2 separate regions of the Mus musculus genome follow, and region 1 is linked to region 2. The links are chromatin contacts, called in public HiChIP or PLAC-seq maps. All regions are on one chromosome and are shown on one strand. Each heading gives the region's core, a stretch centred on a gene start, on an enhancer-like site or on the middle of the called end of the contact. The rest is flanking DNA. Distances are from core to core; before and after follow the strand shown.

Evidence for each region. HiChIP or PLAC-seq counts read pairs in DNA pulled down with a chosen protein or histone mark.
Region 1: an H3K4me3 HiChIP or PLAC-seq map of bone marrow-derived macrophages shows a contact between it and region 2, with 2.6 times the contacts expected there. The contact joins the enhancer-like site here to the promoter of Aatf in region 2. A contact is called at or near these places in 2 of 39 promoter capture datasets (the C10 cell line and embryonic stem cells), 2 of 484 Hi-C or Micro-C datasets (both in regulatory T cells), 5 of 115 datasets of contacts at active chromatin or transcription factors (bone marrow-derived macrophages, embryonic stem cells, memory CD8 T cells and 1 more) and 3 of 9 other capture datasets (adipose tissue, liver and pancreatic islet).

The regions. Positions count from the first base shown.
Region 1 is chr11:84,850,418-84,857,214 of GRCm38.p6, reverse strand. It overlaps Ggnbp2 (gametogenetin binding protein 2), which reads left to right. Exons shown (of 14, transcript NM_001364114.1): 6 at 3,048-3,161. Among named protein-coding and RNA genes, the nearest start is that of Ggnbp2os, 16 kb to the left of the region's middle. Within about 2 kb of position 1,749, at least 13 of the 459 cell types and tissues checked have an H3K27ac peak or open chromatin away from gene starts, as enhancers often do. A contact at or near this core is called in bone marrow-derived macrophages, where this site is marked.
Region 2 is chr11:84,508,267-84,514,984 of GRCm38.p6, reverse strand. It overlaps Aatf (apoptosis antagonizing transcription factor), which reads left to right and starts at 1,484. Exons shown (of 13, transcript NM_019816.1): 1 at 1,484-1,693; 2 at 2,656-2,844; 3 at 3,407-3,502; 4 at 4,568-4,786; 5 at 5,189-5,326. The coding sequence starts at 1,603.

The sequences.
Region 1 (6,797 bases), core at 500-2,999, 340 kb before region 2:
TTGTAGACCAGGCTGGCCTCGAATTCAGAAATCCACCTGCCTCTGCCTCCCGAGTGCTGGGATTAAAGGTGTGAACCACCATGCCGGGCTCAATTACAGTAATCTTATACCCAGTTGATACTTAGATTCCCTTGCAGTGCTTAAAAATACCTTTTTGCATTTGTTTATTGAGGTAGAATCTGAACAAGACCCATATATTCCATACTATCTAAATACTCTGAAACCAATGAACATCTTACAGTTTATAGCAGTTCTCAAGCTACTTCATATACTTGTTACTGTGGTTTGGTTGTGGAGACAGGGTCTCATGTAGCCCTGGCTGGCCTTGAATTTTTTGTATAGTTTGTTTAGTGGAAGATTACCTTGAGCTCCTGATCCTGTCTATACCTCTCTAGTATTGAGATAGCAGGCATGGACTGACTACTGTATCTTTTTTAGTATTTGTCTTTCTCTATTGTTAGAGGATTCCTCTTGAAATGTTTATTTCAGTCATAATTTTCCCATTAGAAAATGAGCTGAGCAATATGACATGGTAAAAAGGTCTACTTTCTGGTTTTGTTCTCTTCTTTTGTGGTTCTTTATTGAAGACTAATAAAAAGCAGTAGATAGTCCAGCACCTTACATACCTGTTCTCACTGCTGGTTTCCTGTGAAGACCAGTTCTTCCTGTTTTGCTCCAACTGCTACTCTGGTTCTGCAGTGACTTGCTTTTTTGTTAGTTGTCTCTGAGGCTGTATCTTCATATCTTGTAGCAAAAATAAGTCTCCATAAATTTCATGTTCTCTTTAGAGTACAGCTTCTCTACATGGAAAGTTAATTGTTTTTTGAAGATTTTTTTTATTGAATGTAAAGTTAATATAAATGGAGTTAATTGATCTTAGGTAGTGTGACTTAAGGTAGCTTTAGCTATTCCCTAGTGTGTGTAGATGGTAGTCAGTGATTATAGTCTTGTCTAGTCAGGATACCTGAACAGGTGGAGTACTTTGAAAAGCTTCTATAATTGTTTGCTATTAAGTCTTCATTTTATGTTTCTTCCTGGTTCCCTAGCCTCAGGTTTTTAATCAAACGTTTTTCCAAGGAAAGTATACTCACTGGGTTCCAGCTTTATAAAGAACAGTGGTTGGATCACCTTTACTGACAGTGTTCTTTTAGCTGTGCAAGTAAATCTCAGGGTTTTTTTGTTTTTGTTTTTGTTTAGTCTGGAAGTTTGGTATCTGAAAGAAAGATCCAGGCCAGACTTGTAGGCCAGAAGTTAGTGATTAAGGATACTTTGAGAAAACAGAATGTAAAGCCGTGTAGGAAGAAAGTAGAGGAAGAGCAGAGAATGGTGGGAGGTTTCAGTTAATGAAGAGTATGGATAGCTGGGTAGGAGATGAGAAATGGTGTTTGCTGTTTGAGACTGGTCTGGCCCGAGTACTCAGTGTTCCTCAGTCACTGAGGACACTGATCAGACACTGGTTTTAACAGCAGTATTGATGATGAGAGCTGGCTGTTGAGTGGATAGAAAATGAATACAAGGTTATAGTGTGTTGAGCCTTAAGTGGAAAGTATAAGAGTAGAAGGAGGAGCCGGTGTGGTGGCGCACGCCTTTAATCCCAGCACTTGGGAGGCAAAGGCAGGCGGATTTCTGAGTTCGAGCCAGCCTGGTCTACAGAGTGAGTTCCAGGACAACCAAGGCTACTCAGAGAAACCCTGTCTCTTAAAAAAAAAAAAAAAAGTAGAAGGAGGAAGTGACTTTGAAATTCTTCAGAAAACATGTCTTAAAGGAGTCATCCAAGTCATAAGGCCTAGATTCTGATTTGAGTGCTAGGTTATTTAACCTAACTATCAAAAGAGGAATATGAGACGAGACAGAGGATTTAACATGTAAGATAGAGCAGCAGTTGACATTTCATTGTCAGTAGGTAGAACTCAACCTCATTTTGACCTTTTCCCCTTAGTGGGATTAAAGTGCTGAATTGTGTAATGACATGTTAAGGTGAGATTTGAGGAATACTTAGCTATGAAAAGACTTGGGTTTTACTACCTTAAGCAGGCATGACATGGAGTTTCTAGGATTGTAATTCGACCTGCAGATGATCGGGTAGGAGCCAGTTCAGAATTAGTGAAAAGTCTAGAAGCCTATCCTTGAATGGGATATAGACAGACAGACATTTCTGTAGGAAAGCACATCTGCCACACAGCAAAATGCAGGACCAATGTCACACTGGAACTCGTCTGGGAGGAGGGTCTGGGAAGTTCTCAGTTAGTTTAAAGAAATGATGTGTGTAGTGCTTGCTACTTACTTAGACTACTTAGAGTATGCATCTTAGTGTGCTATTTTATTATGTATAAACTTATGTACTTTATTATATTAATATGTGACTTTCATGGCTACTTGGAAATTAAAACTAGATAAGTTTGTTGCGAGAGCTAGCTGTAAATAAGAGTGACTTAATCATGATCACATTAAATAAAGAATTTTCAATTGGTTAAAGATTGATCCCTGTTTAATAGGTGAAAATACTAACTTTTTAAATGCCTTTTGGCTTTAGAACATTTGAAGTATATTTGCTTGTAAAATGCTTAATATATAAACAAGTTTCTATATTTATAACGGTAAATAATGTTAAATTGTATCAAGTAAACTTGATAGTCAAGTGTTTGATGTAAATGTGTGAAACACATTAAGTAATAATGTATTATGGTTAAATATATAATTCACTATTCAAAATTGCAGATTTATATACTAATATCTTAATATGTTAAAGAATTCATAATTTTAATATAGACCTTAGAGATTATTTCTTCAGGTTATCTCAGTGTCACTAAGCTTTGTACCATACTGTACTGCAGTGAAGGGAGCAGTAGCAGTGTCAGTTCAGAGAAGTTAAGTACAGATAAGAGAAGTAGTGAAGACCACAGGAAGGACAGCAAGTGTAGGATCATTTTCCATTATGGACCTTTCCAGGGAACAGCCAGGTAAAACCAAGCAATCCTTTATTCTGCCTTTTTAAACCTTTCGCCTCATGTATGCCTCCTTTTCACTAATATTTATTCTTTTTACAGAGGATGTTGGATGGATGTTTGGGAACTCATGTCCCAGGAATGCAGGGATGAAGTAGTTTTAATTGACTCTAGTTGTCTTTTAGAAACACTAGAAACATATCTTCGAAAGCACAGGTAAGTGCAAAGGTCATTATGATATAGTAGGCAAGGGATCTTAGATGCAGAGTGGCCTGTCACTGGCTTCTTTAGTGTAAAAGTATTCCAGTTGTCCTGTTAATATCTGCACCGAGGGGTCATGATAGGCAGTTTTTAATGAGGTGCTCTGAGTGTTAGTCTTCTTGTTTCTTTCTTCCTTTTAAAGTTTATTATAATTATTTGCTTGGTTTTCTTTCTCCTCTCCTCTCCTCTCCTCTCCTCTCCTCTCCTCTCCTCTCCTCTCCTCTCCTCTCCTCTCCTCTCTTCCCTTTCTTTCCTTTCTTTCCTTTCTTTTTGAGACAGGATCTATGAGCCCTGGCTGTCATGGAATTTTTTTTATGTAGATCATGCCTGCCTCTGTCTCTTAGAGTGCTGGGATTAAAGGCATGTACCACCACAGCCAGTGATTTTATTTTTAAATTTTGTGTAGTGTGTGTGTGTGTGTGTGTGTGTGTGTGTGTGTGTGTGTCTTGTAACCCAGCTTATGTAGCTTGTAACCAGAGATGTTGGGACCCCTAGAGCTGGAGTTACAGGTGGTTGTGAGCTGCCTGACATGGATGCTGGGAATCAAACTCCTATCTTTTGCAGGAGTAGTTTGTACTTACTCTCAACCATGGAAACAATTGCTCTTGGTTTTGCCTTTTTTTTTTTTTAATTTACTATTCCAAGTTTGTTCTTTCATGAGACAAAGGTTAACTGAATCTATTGAAATATAATTAATCAAGCCAGGTGTGGTGGCATACGCCTTTAATCCCAGAACTCAGGAGGCAGAGGCAGGTGGATTTCTGAGTTCAGGGCCAGCCTGGTCTAGAGTGAGTTCCAGGACAGCCAGGGCTATACAGAGAAACCCTGTCTTGAAAAACCAAAAAAATAAAATAAAATAAAAACAAACCCAAAAAACAAACAAACAATATATATATATATATAAAATCACTTTAGAAAAGTATAGTATTCCTGGTTTTTGTTTGTTTTTTTGTTTTTTTTTTTTTGTAATAGAATCATGCTTGCTAAAGTTTCAAAATTAAATTAGCAGGCTTTTGGCCTGGAGTTATGGCTCATTTGGTAAAGTATTTGCCTAACATGCATGAGACTGGGTTTGATCCTCAGCCCCAGCATAAATTAGGCATGATTAAACTAGATTGTAATCCCAGTAGGTAGAGGCAAGATGATGAGTTCAAGGCAGCCTAGGATACAAGAGACCATGCTTCAACACCCTCCCCCCTCACAAAGCTTTTTATTTCCTAATTTGAAATATTCTGCAATTATTTGTCAGAATCTTGGTTTTTCAAGACACAGGGTTTCTCTGTATAGCCCTGGCTGTCCTGGAACTCACTCTGTAGACCAGTCTGTCCTGGAACTCAGAAATCCACCTGCCTCTGCCTCCACCTCCCGAGTGCTGGGATTAAAGGGGTGTGCCACCTCACCCGGCTTTATCAGAATGTTTAAATAGAGTTAGAATATATTTGTTTCTTGTAACCTTGTATTTTTCTTTGTAGAATACTATTACAAAGGAATTCTTTTAAGTGCGCTCAGCATTTGGAATCCCTTAGGAAGGAGAGAAACTGACCAAGGAACCATCTAACTTTTTTTATTGGTGTTCTTGTTGGGATGGGTCTGTTATTACAGATTTGTTACATTTGGCTTTGGGTTCACTTTAAAAAACAAGAGTTATAGCCTAGTGGCTATGCTTTTAATTTCAGCTCTTGGGAGACAGGGGCAGGCAGATCTCTTGAGTTTGAGGCCAGCCAGTTCCAGGAGAAGTAAGGCTACACAGAGAAACCCTGTCTTGTAAAACAAAAAATAAACAAAAAGAATTATAAACATATGTGTTAACGAAATCCATGTTTTTAAAATGGTTGTGAACTAATGAACTGCATACTCAGTTTTTTTTTTTTTTACTTATAAACTTCCTCATTTTTGTCTTTTTGATTTTCAAAAAGTAGACAATATGATGACAAATACTGATGATTTGGATTTGAGAGAAGAGACTAGATGATATAAAATGTTTATCCTTCTAGGGGTTATATAATAAACTAATGTTTTAAATTTTCCTATATTTTGGCTTTATTTTAAATAAGGTAATATAGAATATTTTATAAATATCCTAAGAATGAGAAGAAAATTTGAATAGTCATTTATATGTAGAAAAGAGATTGAGATTGCATAGAATTTGTTTTACCCATTAAAACTTTATGACATTTCTTTTTCTGTTTTGTTTGTATATACTAATATTTGTGCATGGATGCATATGCCACAGCTCCAGTGTGGTGGTAAGAGAACAACGGACTCACTTCTTTCCTTTCACCTTTACATGAATTCTGGGTTTGAACTCAGGTTACTAGACCTGCCAGTCAAGCACCTTTTCCACTGAGCCATCTCACATTATATTACTTTATTTTATATGTATGTATGTATGTAGATTTGAATGTATGTTTGTGCACCATGTGTGTGCATGTGCTTACAGAAGCCAGAGGAGGGTGTTGGGTTCCCTGGATGTGGGTGGTGAAAAACGAATCTGTATCCTGTAAGAGCAAAAAGTGTGAACTTCTGAGCCATGCCTCAGTTTTTAAGACAAAATATAGTTGGTTGTTGTTGGTTTGGTTTGGTTAGGTTTTTTTGAAACAGGGTTTCTCTGTGTGGCCCTGAGTTGTCCAGGAACTTATTCTGTAGATCAGACTGGCCTTAAACTCAGAGATCTACCTGCCTCTGCCTCCAAAGTACTGACATTAAAAAGGTATACCACTTTACCCAGCTAAAAATGATTACAATATTAGTGCAGGGTTTACTATGAGATTAGATTAAGTTGTGAGGATGGACAACACAGTACTGTTTTCTTAGGCCTATATTTGACAGTATAGTCATGTCAGAATGTTTGCAGAGCATTATCTCTGGGCTTTTGAGTTTTCCTCTTAGTTTTTAAACTGTAATCGGTTTCACTTGCTTTCTACATATTCACTTATTTATTTTATGTATATATGAGTACATTGTAGCTGTCTTCAGACACACTAGAAGATGGCATCAAATCCCATTACAAATGGCTGTGAGCAACCATGTGATTGCTGGGAATTGAACTCAGGATCTCTGGAAGAGCAGTCAGTGCTCTTAATCACTGAGCCATCTCTCCAGCCCTCACTTGCTTTCTAAATGGCCTTATTATATAACATCTCCCTTCCTCCTTTCCTATCTTTTTCTCCTGTTTCTCTTGAGTAAAGGTATTAGTCACCAAGTCTGACCATCCACCCTTTATAGTGGAAGGAGAGCCATGACTCTTAAAAGTTTTGCTATTAACTTTCACACAGGTTGACATGAAATTCCAAGGCTCAAGTGTTCCTCTTATTTCAGTCTCTCAAGCAGTGACAGCTGTAATCACATACCACCATATACCCAGCTGTCTTCCTTTTTAAAAGTGTGTGTGTGTGTGTGTGTGTGTGTGTGTGTGTGTGTGTATCAAGTACATTTCCTTTATTCATCCATCAATGAACATCTAGATTATTTCCATATCTTGGCTATCATCAGTATTGCCATGGTGAATGTGGGCCTGCAAAATGTACATAATTGTTGCAGGAATTATTTTTAAAAAGAGAACCAGCACCTTCCCGCACTTGTGCTAGCAAC
Region 2 (6,718 bases), core at 235-2,734:
TAAATTTCTTAAATTCGGAAATCTACCTGAATCTGAGGGTGTCTGAATTGTCTTCCAGTGGATTCTACTGGGGAGCTACCAGTTGCCTACGTTGCTGGCTTTGGGATCCAGCTGGCCTGGAGTATACTTAAAAAATGGCACTGGCCTGGGGACTTAGAACTGGAAGAGCTCCTGCTTAGTGTACAGAACACTCTGGGTTCAGCCCCTAGCTCTAAATAAACAGGGTGTAGTGGCAGGCACATGTCTCTAATCCCAGTGGAGACAGGAGGGTCAAGAAATTCAGGGTCATCTTCAATTACATGATGTGTAGGAGGCAAGAGACTGTCTTAACATACAAACAGGCATGGACACAGTGTCTATTATTCAAGTCGTTTTTTCTTTTTTTTTTTTTTCTGGATTCTTCTGAGGCAGCTTTCCTGTTATAGTAGATTCTAGGTCTCCATGGAGGAAGACCTCCAACAGATCAGTATAGACAGACCACTTTACACTCAAATTTGTCATTCCTCGGTGCAGTTCATGTTTCCTGCCCTTCTAGACTGGTCACTGTGTGGAGAGAGAGTCTAACTTACACATCCTATATTTCATCTAGCAGTGCTTGCCACAGTAGTGGGCGTCAAGGGATGCTCCATGAAAAGAAAAACGAATGCAAAGTGATGGCATAGCTTCATGGGCCTGGGTGCAATTACATTTATCACATTAAGGTCTTTGTGTATTTTGAGTCTGGCCATCTAATACCAGAACTGAGTGAAGGGTTTCTCTTCTCCCATCTTCACTAGTTTCGGGGGTCTGACTGAGTCACTCCATCTTTGAACAGAAAAGCTGTTAATATCAACGCTTCTGTAGTAGAGTAATTCTACCCCCCTGCCCCTCCCTGTGATTGCCCAGGCAAGAGGGTACAAGAAGCTACAGAAACAATCTTGATTTGTGGTACAACCATCGCGATTCCTAATTATTTCTATCAATAAAGATCGCACCTCGCCGCACACTTAACACACGCAGGCCTCTCAGATCCTGGCCCGAAGCTGTGTGCCTGGCCGCAGGCTCCTCTACCCTGAGAAAAGCCCCGTTTTGAGTCCCGGGTCTGTGCTTGCTCGAGTGTGTACCTGAGGTTTGAGAGGCTTATCCTTCACTCCCTTTCACAAACCAGCCAGCCACCAGCAGCCACAGCTACTTTACGCTTAATTCCTAAACCAAGCTCGCACAAAGCTCGAGGCGTTATTTCGTGCTTAGGGGACCCTGGCAGCTCAGAGCACAATCAACCTTTCTCGCTCCAAGCGGTCACGTGCTCCGGCGCGCTCCCGCGCCGCGCGTCCGAGGGGCCTCCGGCGCACGCGCGTTCGGGCGGCTCGCAACCCTGCCACGGTTTCGGGCGCCTGCGTCTCAGCTTAGCAGCCCAGTGGTGACGCGACGCCCCGCCCCTCCGGCGCGCGCGCGCCTCCCGGAAGTTGCCTACTGGGATTCTAAACGCCGCCTCCGCGAGGTCTCCGCCTTGAGTTGCCAAGTAGAGTCTGGGCCGTAGCGCCACTGCTGCGAGTGTCGGGCCGGGGGGCTCGGGCTGCAGTGCAGGTTCACGAGCGCAGCGCCGGCAGTGACCTGGTGACCATGGCGGCGCCGCAGCCCTTGGCTCTGCAGCTGGAACAGTTGCTGAATCCGAGACCGCGTGAGGCGGATCCTGAGGCCGACCCGGAGGAGGGTGAGGCCTGACTGGGGCTAACCACGTGCAGAGCAGTGGCTCCGACTTCAAGGGCCGCTGGTGCTTGGACCTGCTCGCCTTCCCTTTTCGCTGGGGGAAAATTGTCTCTTGGGAGGGTGGCGTGAGCAGTAATCCAGCATTCTAGACTCTGGGGGTGGGCGGGACATCAGGACCCTGGCGGGGAGTTGCAGGCAGCCGGCTGGCAGCAGTTTAGGATGCCACTTTTCTTGGTATTACCTTCGAAAGGAGAAAGAAGCCTGATGAGTTTCAGGTTTTTGTGTGTTTGAAACTGACTGCTTCTAAAATCTTCATGAGAATGAAAATGATTACCCGATGCTGTTTAGCCATGTTTATTTAGGCCTTAAGCCATTTGTCCACATTCTGATGACAGACTGATTCTTCATAAACCTGTTCTGAGACCGGCTGGGAGTAATTGTGCTTTAGACTTGGGTCAGGGAGGTGTGAGAAAGACAACTGGAGGGGTGTCATGAGTGTCTATAGCACCCAATGACTGTCACATATTGAGGAAGAATTAAGGACCCTGGGCATGTAGCCGATAACACTTGATGCACTGGATTTAATTTTCAGAACCTCTGAAAAAGAAAAACAATAAAAAACACCATGGAAAAGCAAGGAAGAATCAGATTTATACGTTCCTAGATTTATAAGTTCCAAGGCATAAAAACATGTCTCCTAGTAGTTGCAGGGAGTTAGCTCTCTGTTTAGAAATAGATAGCAATATGACAGCAGTCTCCTTAGAAACCAGAAGTCAACTCCCTATTCCTGTAAGTTAGTTATGTTATGTTATAGAGGACACAATGAATCAAGGGCTGGGGTGGAGCCCAGTACTAAGAGTACTCACCTAGTACAGGAAGGTGGGGTGTGGGGTTGAAATGGCTTAAGTGGGTTCCTGTTAAAGTATTTTTCTAACCTAAGATTCTATTTTTCTCCCTCCCCAACAGCCACTAGAGCCAGAGTGATTGACAGGTTTGATGAAGGGGAAGAGGAGAAAGATGATCTGGCAGTGAGTAGCATTAGAAAGTTGGCACCAGTCTCCCTCTTGGACACCGACAAAAGGTATTCTGGCAAGACCACTTCTAGGAAAGCTTGGAAAGAAGACCATTGGGAGCAGGCTCTGCCAAGTTCATCTGGTGAGTAGACATTTTCACCCCAAACTCTTCTCTTGGCTTAGTTCTGTATGGTTAAACTGTTTTGTTTCTGGATTCTTTCTGGAAGTCTGTGGGTCTCCACTTAATTTAGGAGAGACCATTGAATTGGTACTTGGAAGGGCCTTAGAGGTCAGCATGTTACTTTAAAAAGGATGCTAAAGGGCTGGAGAGATGGCTCCGTGGTTAAGAGCACTGACTGCTCTTCCAGAGGTCCTGAGTTTGATTCCCAGCAACCACATGGTGGCTCATAACCATCTGTAATGGGATCCGATGCCCTATTCCGGTGTGTGTGGAGACAGCTACATAAACATAAAATAAATAAATAATTCTTTAAAAAAAAAAAGGATGCTAAAGCCCAGTTAGGCTTTGTTTCCTGTTAGCGTTTTAGAGATGATAGAAACGTAGTGAGTTCGTGCAGTTGAATAGAGCACAATAACATGTTTGTTCTGTCATATAAGCTCCCACAGATTAACTGGAATGAAAGATGTGGCCTGGTATTTTTCTCTAGGTAACTCCTTTCCCCTTTTTTCCCCTTATAATTTAGATAACGAAGCATCTGATGAGGGAGGATCTGAAGATGGGGATTCAGAGGGCCTGGGCCTGGAGGAGATCTCAGAAGATGTTGACGAAGACTTAGAAGGTGAGGGCGAGGATAGTTCTTTTATCTCAGAATTAGGAGAGACTGAAGCAGGGGAATCAGGAGTTCAAGGCCAGCCTGAGCTACACAGTAAGTTCTGCACTAGCATGTGCTACACCTGAGACCCTGTCTTAAAAAACAAACAGACAAACAGAAACCTAACACTCGAGGTTACCAAGTTCAGGTTAGTGGCTCACCCTGAAATGAGGGGGAAACTGGGCAGAGCATAATGGGTATTGACAGAGCTGTGTGGTTAAAAAAGTTCACATGCCCATGGTGCGTTTTATATTTTGACTCTTTTTGTTTTTCAGGTCTTTTATTGATTTCCTGTGTATTAGTTACTCGTGAAACTGGCCTTTTGTCATTGTAAATGATAACATAATGCTTCCAATCTTTCCCGAGAAAGAATTAGCTTATAGTTTTTTTTTTTTTTTTTTTTTTAAACAGTGTGACTTTTTTTTTTTTTTAAGATTTATTTATTTATTATATGTAAGTACACTGTAGCTGTCCTCAGACACTCCAGAAAAGGCGCCAGATCTTGTTACGGATGGTTGTGAGCCACCATATGGTTGCTGGGAATTGAACTCATGACCTTCAGAAGAGCAGTCAGTGTTCTTAACCGCTGAGCCATCTCTCCAGCCCCCTAGCTTATAGTTTTAAGCAGTAGTACATTTCTCAAGGTGGAAGAAGTCTCTAGATATGGATATCGAGAGGATGCAATTTGTTTTAGGGAGGTCAGTGGAGCTATGTTGAGAATCTACTGATAATATCCAAGGATCTGTCATTCAGGTTATGATATGTATGATCCAGTCCTTGATATAGTTGGAGGAGCTTATCAGGCTTTGTCTACATAGTGTGTTTCAGGCTACCAGGACTCATGCTTTGTTTGTTTTCCTTTAGCATTTTAGAGATGATAGAAACGTAGGAAGTTTGTGCAGTTGAATAGAGCACAATAACATGATTGTTCTGTCATATAAGCTCCCACAGATTAACTGGAATGAAAGATGTGGCCTGATATTTTTCTCTAGGTAACTCCTTTCCCCCATTTTTTTTTTCCTCATGATTTAGACAACAAAATATCTGATGAGGGAGGATCTGAAGATGGGGATTCAGAGGGCCTGGGCCTGGAAGAGTTCTCAGAAGATGTTGAGGAGGACTTAGAAGGTGAGGATGAGGAAGACAGAGAAGAAGACAGGAACAGTGAAGATGATGGTGTGGTGGCAGCCTTCTCCAGTGTCAAAGTTTCTGAGGAAGTGGAAAAAGGAAGAGCTGTGAAGAATCAGATAGGTGTGTGTTTGCTTTTGTTACTTGCTTGCTTTTCCGAGTTTCTGCATTAGTCTGCTCTTTAGATGTAGTTGTTCTGTTTCTCCAGTGTCCTTCCAGTTTGACCTGCCTCGATTAACCAGAGGCCTGCATCCTAGTTCCTATAGCTGCTTATCAGGTTCTGCACTAGTCCTTGTGGGAGACCGGACAGGAGAGTATTCTCTCATGTTGCCAGAGTTTCCTCTTTCATAGCAAGTATTTCCATCCAAGACAGAGACTTTATTTCGTAGCATGAAGAACGTTTGTATGCCACGAGAAAGTCATAAAGTATGCTGCTTAGAAACTGGTGTTCTTGTCCTTCTTCAGTGCCCAGCCCAGAAAGACTTCCTGATCCTGAGATGGGGTCTCTTTGACTTTTTTCTTCAGCATTGTGGGACCAGCTCTTGGAAGGAAGGATCAAGCTACAAAAAGCTCTCTTGACTACCAATCAGTTGCCTCAACCAGATGTTTTCCCTGTCTTCAAGGACAAAGGTGGCCCAGAATTTGCCAGTGCTCTGAAAAATAGTAAGAATATTCATGTCATTTTGGGATATACTGGATTGGATATTTAAAAAAAGGGATTTGATTTTAGTGATACTATGATATAGAATATCGATTTCGGTTTCGGTTTTTTGGTTACATTTGATCTTATCCAACAAACTGAATGATCAACTATTCTTTTTTTTTTTTTTTTTTTTTGGTTTTTCGATACAGGGTTTCTCTGTGTAGCCCTGGTCCTCTGTAGATCAGGCTGGCTTTGAACTCAGAAATCTGCCTACCTTTGCCTCCCAAGTGCTAGGATTAAATGCGTGCACCACCACTGCCTGGCTCAGCTATTCTTTTTTTTTTTTTTTTTTTTTTTTAAAGATTTATTTATTATATGTAAATACACTGTAGCTGTCTTCAGACACACCAGAAGAGGGAGTCAGATCTTGTTACGGATGGTTGTGAGCCACCATGTGGTTGCTGGGATTTGAACTCTGGACCTTTGGAAGAGCAGTCGGGTTGCTGGGATTTGAACTCTGGACCTTTGGAAGAGCAGTCATGGTTGTGAGCCACCATGTGGTTGCTGGGATTTGAACTCTGGACCTTTGGAAGAGCAGTCGAAGAGCAGTTGTGAGCCACCATGTGGTTGCTGGGATTTGAACTCTGGACCTTTGGAAGAGCAGACCACTGAGCCATCTCACCAGCCCCTTCAGCTATTCTTAAAATAGCAATATAACCTATTATCAGTGAAGATAACTTTGAAGTGGATCAGGTACTTGAGCTGTGTTTTATGATATCACTCGATCCTTCCCTTGGCTTTTTGAGTTAATTCTTTTTTTTTTTTTTTTTAATTTTTGTTTTTTTGGTTTTTTCGAGACAGGGTTTCTCTTTGTAGCCCTGGCTGTCCTGGAACTCACTTTGTAGACCAGGCTGGCCTCGAACTCAGAAATCCGCCTGCCTCTGCCTCCCAAGTGCTGGGATTAAAGGCGTGTGCTACCACTGCCCAGCTTGAGTTAATAATTGAGTTTTTATTGTTCTTTTGGGTTTTTTGAGACAGTGTTTTTCTGTATATCGTTGGAAGTCCTGGAATTCAATCTGTAGACCAGGCTGGCCTTGAACTCAGATATTTGCCTACCTCCTTGAGTGGAGTGCTAGGATTGAAGGAGTATAGCACCACGCTGGATGAGTTACTTCTTAAATTATTAGGGAAAACTACTGGAAAACCTACAGATACAGAACAAAAGGGAGCAAGAGATTGAGTAATTAAACTCAGTCCTTATGCTGGTGGTGCCATGGGCTTAAAGGATGCATTCCTCTGCTAGGGAGGGCTTTAGAATAAATGGTGTATTCCTATCTTTCCTTTGGGTAATAAAGAGGAGAGAGACTGACTGCAGGGGGAGAATTATTTTGGAAGAGAATTACTGAGCTATA